Regions from separate parts of the Mus musculus genome. Here region 2 is linked to region 1. Evidence: chromatin contacts called from public Hi-C data. All regions are on one chromosome and are shown on one strand. Each heading gives the region's core, a stretch centred on a gene start, on an enhancer-like site or on the middle of the called end of the contact. The rest is flanking DNA. Distances are from core to core; before and after follow the strand shown. Region 1 overlaps Gm36287 (a long non-coding RNA gene). Region 2 overlaps Gm36287 (a long non-coding RNA gene).

The links. Hi-C and Micro-C count contacts between places; a contact is called where the count stands out from the background.
Region 2: a contact with region 1 is called in a Hi-C map of liver, with 1.8 times the contacts expected there. The contact joins two enhancer-like sites. A contact is called at or near these places in 1 of 15 datasets of contacts at CTCF or cohesin (the NIH/3T3 cell line), 10 of 484 Hi-C or Micro-C datasets (bone marrow-derived dendritic cells, bone marrow-derived macrophages, conventional dendritic cells and 2 more) and 4 of 115 datasets of contacts at active chromatin or transcription factors (CD8 T cells, bone marrow-derived dendritic cells, liver and 1 more).

What each region holds. Positions count from the first base shown.
Region 1 is chr12:25,141,987-25,145,055 of GRCm38.p6, forward strand. Gm36287 (a long non-coding RNA gene) reads left to right here. Exons shown (of 9, transcript XR_003950180.1): 3 at 1,266-1,473; 4 at 2,401-3,069. Among named protein-coding and RNA genes, the nearest start is that of Gm36287, 4.0 kb to the left of the region's middle. Within about 2 kb of position 1,650, at least 54 of the 459 cell types and tissues checked have an H3K27ac peak or open chromatin away from gene starts, as enhancers often do. A contact at or near this core is called in liver, where this site is marked.
Region 2 is chr12:25,219,015-25,222,083 of GRCm38.p6, forward strand. All of the region lies in intron 7 of Gm36287 (a long non-coding RNA gene), which reads left to right. Among named protein-coding and RNA genes, the nearest start is that of Gm36441, 11 kb to the left of the region's middle. Within about 2 kb of position 1,642, at least 22 of the 459 cell types and tissues checked have an H3K27ac peak or open chromatin away from gene starts, as enhancers often do. A contact at or near this core is called in liver, where this site is marked.

The sequences.
Region 1 (3,069 bases), core at 400-2,899:
AAACAGATTGGCTTGGTAAAAATATGTGTGTGTGTGTGTGTGTGTGTGTGTGTGTGTGTGGTGTTCTCACAGAATCTGAGAGAATCACACCTTCACTTTGACAAAAAAACCCAACAACAACAACAAAAAAAAAAACCCCAAAACAAAACAAAACAAAACAAAAATCTGTTTGGGCTGCTCCAGTAATCACTTTGTAACTGGTGGCATAGTGGGCCATATGTCTGCAAAGTGGCTAACTGGGGAGGTACACCCTCTCCAACACACCTCAGAAAAGCCTCTTTGCAGTCGACCAACTCGATTGTATAAATATGAGGAAGGCCAGGTCTCTGTCCTGAGAAACATCCACGAGTCCAGTCACTGTTGGCGCTAAGATGGCGGGGCTGGAGGTTCGGCTTTGTAGACTCTGTAGCCCTGGTGTGTTCCAGGAGCAAGTAGCCCACAAGATTAAGCTGAGGGGTTGCTTCTGCATCTCAGCCTGAAGGTCTGAGGCAGGCTTCCACCAGAATGAGGAAGGTTCCAGTTTGCAGAAAGCAGAACTTTGTTAGGGCTTTTGATTTCTTGGGGGAGGCTCCAGGATTCCCTGGATGCTGGCATTTCAACTCTGCACGCTGCTGTGTTTGAGCCCCTTGATTGACAGGAGTTCACAGGTGAGAGGAGCCACCCACTCCTCACTCTGGAAGGAAGCCCATTTCCAGGGGACTGCTGGCCTTTTCTGAGTAGGACTTGAGAGTTCAACTTTGGAGCTGTTGTCCCACGGAAGCCAGTGTGCACATAGAAAAGTGACAGCCCCCTTGGAGAGTCTGAGGACAGTCCCTTCTCTCTGCATCCTTCCCTTGGAGTCAGCTCAGATAATCTGAGGACATAGATCTTTCTCATCGCCTCATGTGACCAGAAGGAAGCCTGTTCGAGCTGTTACTTATCTCCTTCCTGTGGGATACTTGACAATATGAAGAGTTTATTTGGGCTCACAGGTAATAGGGGGCTTTGGAGAAATCAAGACCACCAATTCATGGTGAGCATTCAGAAGTATTTAGAGATCAGGGGCTAGGAATTAAATCTGGAGCCAGTATGCTCATCCAGAGCGTCACCGGTTTTCCTTTTCACTGTCTTTTCAGACAGGGTCTCATCAAGTTGCCCAGGCTGGCTTGGAGCCCAGCTTGGTACTGAACTTGGGATCTCCATACCTCAGTTTCCAGACTAGTTTGGATGACAAACCTGGTGGGCTGATGCCAGATTAAGTGCTGATATGTCTCTATATTTTCCAGAAAGCTTTATAATCCCCACTGACTGGCCCAGCTCTGTGCCTCAGCTAGAATGTAGCAGAACCCTGCCTCATCGGGAAGCCCAAGGAGTGAGCAGAGCCCTGCTATTCCAGTATTTCCTCCTGAGGCTACAGTTCCAGCACTCCAGGAGGAAGGATGATGTCTGGAGAGGCACAAAGGCGTTTTCTGTTCTGGGTAATTTTATGTTCAGGTACGGTTAATGATCAGAGCCAAAATAAACTACCCAGGAGATAGGAGCATCAGTAAGGACCTAAAAACTCCTCCTGTGGCCAGCAAAGGAAAGCTGGCATGGTGAGAGCATGGCTTTGGCTAGCACAAAGTCTCAGGGTCCCTGGGGTTACACAACCGGCCAGCTCTAAACCAAAACCAAAACCAAAACAAGCCAGAGGACAGTCATTACACCCTCATGTTATGAGCAGTGAGGGGAGAGGCTTGGGGGTTGCCCTGGGCTCCATCCTCTGTCTTTCTGAGTCAATCTCTGTAACAGAAGAGCCTGGCTAAACTGTCATTGTATAGTGCCAATTGGCTGAGGCTTCCTTCTCCAGGGCAATGAGAAGCAGGCACTCAGGCTCAGCAGGACTCAAGCTCTCTTCTCTAGCTCCCCCCACCCGGGGGCTTGCTCAGTTTTACTTCTTGAAGAATGTCTTCCAGCCCATCACCATGTATTTGTTCAGGGAACTGACCATTTCAGAGTCTTAGTCTATGTTCTTTGCTAGAAACTGTAAGAGTCACATGGGCAGTTGGGAACTAGTGAGGCCTCGGTAGTCCCCAGAGTACTCTGTGCAGGATCCCTACTGTATTATATACCTGGCTGGAACATTCATTGATTGGGCTGGGTTGGATTGGCCAGGCCTAGCTGCTGGAGAGATTTCCCTGTTGTGTTATATTTTACTATTTCTGAGATCCACATGATTATCTCTTTTTAAAAGGTTTTTAAAGAAACGTAATAAAATATTGAATCAACGTCTCATCATTATATACATGTATGGGATATGGTATGATAATTTAACATTCATATAACCTACAGTGACCAAATCAGCATTCTTAGGTCCTTAACAGTTATCCTTCTTTGTGTTGAGAATCTTCTAACTTCCTACTCTGGTTCTTTATAAAATAGGTAACAAGTCACTGTCAACCCCAGTTGCCCGCCATGCTGAAGACCTCTGGGCCTCGGTCCTACTTTCTATCTGCACTTGGACCTTCGTGGTCAGTACTCAATTCTACAGGCACAGGAAACACATCCACACCTCTCACCCTCTGCCTCCCGACTGCGAAGTCTGCACTTAACGAATATCTCTCTTATCCATGCAGGAGAGATGGGGGAGTTCCCACGAATCCCTGCCCAATGTCATCCAGAGTGTTAGAGGACACTCAACCCTGGTGATTCAGCAGCTCACTATGTAGACCAGGCTGGCTTTGAATTCACAGAGATCCACCTGCCTCTGCCTCCCAGAGTGCTGGGATTTAAGGCATGCACCACACCTGGCATGCTTTGTTTTTAAGTCATACCTTCAGTTTAACATGGCTGGAGGCCTGCGTTCCACCCAACAGGTGCTCCTGTGGTGTGCTGGAACTTCTCCCAGCCCCCTCCCCCTGTAGAGGTCAATCAAATGCCCTTCAGTTTATTTGAGTGTGTGTGGTGTGTGTGTTTATGGTCACCATGCAAGTGGATCTGGTTGGAAAGATTGCTTGCTTGGCTTCCTCGAGGTGTCCTTCCTCCAAGTTGTAAAACTATTCACACATAATCTACTTAAGCACACATTCAAGGCTGAGATTGGTGGTAGCC
Region 2 (3,069 bases), core at 392-2,891, 77 kb after region 1:
ACAAGGGCTTGTTTCAAAGAGAAGATGCAGCTCTCCAGCTTGCCCTTGATTTTACAGCAGGCAGCTCAGCACCCCCAAACCCACCCGAGCTGCAGCCTGTGTGGAAAGGAAACCAGTGTGACGGGGGTGGGGGGTGGTGGGGGGTGGGGGGGTGGGGGGGGCGTTTCTGTCTCTGTCTGCCTGTCTTTATCCTCGTGGGCTTTGCTGATGTCAGGGTGAAGGGGACAAATGACATTTTGCTAGGAACGGAGTCACCATGTGTTTTTTTTTCCCCCTCCACTGCATCATAATACCTGTTCTAAGGGTGGGAAAATATAATAGGAAAATGCCTATTTTTAAGCATTCCTCAAACCAACCTTCCTAGTTTCTAGGATAAACATCAGTGCTTTCCTGGGCTCAAAGGCATATAGGCGCTCCACAGACCGGACTTACAGTGTGTCTGTTTGTCTGTAAAATGGGGATAATACTACTACCTCCTGGAGCAAAGGGCTTAACGAGACAGTGCGCCTTCCTTCCTCAGGAGCAGAAGCGACTCCCTGGGAGACGTCAATTTGCTCCTTTGCCCATAAAGCTTACTGTTCCCGGACCAGTACTAGGGAGCAGGGCGAACTCTCTTTCTGTGCTAAACACAGGTGTGTTTATCAGTTTAAAAATCCACCTCTGGTAGGCTACTGGAGGAATAAACTGAAACTCGTACGTAAGTCATCAGCCCCGGGCAAACTTGGCAACTCGTGCTCAGTGAGTACACACTTGCCAAGCACCTCATGCTAGCCCTGTTTCAGCAACTAGCGAGGGAGTAGCCATGCTGTTCTGGTTGGAGGACCTCTGTCCTGGAGAGGAGGTATAAGAAGTGGTCCCCAGTGAACCAGAGCTGGGGACAGGGATGGGGGTTCCCGACGCATCCAGGGAAGCTTGGTGAACCAAGAGTCTGTTATTGAAAGCCAAGAGGTCCCCTAACACGCAATGGAGTTAGAGGCATCAGGAATGTTTATAGGTAGGCTCGGAGTGGGGACATTCTCTCCGGATGGGACCTGAAGAATATGTTCACATTCCAAAGAAGAAACACATCTATGTGTCTGGTATAAATAGCAGTGTCTGACACCGGAGTGCCAGACATTGTGCACACCACTCTTCGGGGCTTCCTCACAGCTCTGTCTGGTATAGAGATGGGGATGAGATGTTGCCCAAGGCTTTGCAGTTAAGCCCGGGGTGGAGGGGTTGGAGCAGACATCTGCATGGCCTGAAGTTGGCCCTGCCTTGCTGGCATCTGCTGTTCCTGCTCTGGGGAAACCCCTATGGCTTACACCAGTGGCGAGAGAACACCCTTGGTTCTTTGGTCTCTCTGGGACCACATCCCTGCATATCTCAGTCTCAGCCATCTCTCCTCCGCCAGGCCCCTCCCTGCCTTATCTGCCCACTGCCCCTTATGGGTCTAGGCCTTGCCCTTTCCATCCTAATCTTCTCAGGAGCTCTCTGGTTAGTTCCGTTTAAAATCTACACTCTGGCTGCCAGTGGTACCTCCAGAACCATGGTGTTCTCAGGACACATCTCTCACTGAGCTGGCACACAAAAGGCCCGGCCTGTCTCTTTGGCCTCCTCTGGCAAGACTCTGGACTTTGGCCTAAGACTCCAGCATTGCAGGGCTCTCCATGGGTCACTGCTCAAACCCGGGCTAGTTCCTACCACCCTGTCATCCGCATACACCCTGCCCCATCTCCCACTGTTTTTCCCAGCCAACTCTTGATCTTATCCAGGGCTCTGGGACATTCCCCAGGTTGCTTTCTTTCCAAACCCTACACCAGCAGTCTCTGTGCATCCCCCACCTCACTTCCCTTCTTGCTTTGAGCCTCTCACTGAGCTGAGATTTCCTGGCCTGCTAAGCTTGGTCTGTCTATCACAGGCTTCACACTGGGAGTGTGTTGTTGGAACGAGAAAGCGACATTGATTAGGATCAAATTCCAATCCTGCCACTTAGCAGCCAGGCCTCGCTGCCACCCCTTCCTGCTTCAGATTTCACTGTAGAAAGTGGGGATCCTCTGCCCGTCCCCTGGAGATGCTCTGATCAACCAGACACTTATACCAGAGAGCCATTTGCAGCCTGACCTGGAGCTGGTGCTCTTCAGACTGGTGACTGAGTCCCAGGGGCATGAGAACAGGGCATAGGGACAGAGGACATGGCACTTAAGCCTTTGTAAGTATTTAGCTCAAACCCAGGCTTTGGCTTGAGGTCTGTGTTGTTTTCTGCTTGTGTTAGAAGGTCAGCATGATCCAGCCCACATGTGAGGTGTGCAGAATTCCCCTACCCCAGATTCCCATGTTGAAATTTTAACACCTGGCATGACTGTATTTGGAGACTGAGCCCTCAAGGAAGCCATTAAAATTCAATGGGGTTGGAAAGGGGTTTCCAGGGTCAAGTGGGCATCGTGGCTCTATAAGAAGAGATTGGAGCATTTCTCTCTTCCCACCTCTCCACACATGAGCACTGTAAGGTTAACGAGAAGTGGGCATCTGCAAGCCAGGAAGAATGTCCTCGCCACGTGCTGATCACCCAGACTCTTGGTCTTAGATTCCATCCTCCAGAGTCCAAGCAGTAATGTGTGCCACTAGTACCCGTCTGCAGTACTGTGCTAGGCAACTTTACTCAGTGGCAGATGGGTGAGTACTGGTTTCAGGTCCCATTTGGTTTCCTTTCTTGGAAACTCAAAGTTTGGGTGAATATAACTAAAGGCCACCTGTCACTCTGAGTTACCTGGGTCCTAGCTGCATGAGTCCTTCTTACTAGAACCTGCGCAGGTGGAGAGAGATGACTTCACCTCCAACATCTGCAATTGGTTCCCAGTGGCTATGCCAAGATAGACATCTAAAAACAGTTCCTCTGTGGGACAAAGCCATTGGCAGACATGTGACCCAACTTGTTGACATTTTTTTCCCCCTCTGGAGGACTCTTCTGGCTGCACCTGCCTGGGGAGAGAGCTGGGCTTTCCTGCTGTCTTTGCTGATCAGTTCCATTTCTGACAGGAATGAGAGGTGAAGGGGCCTGTGACCTTCACAAAAGCAGCTGCCTTGGTG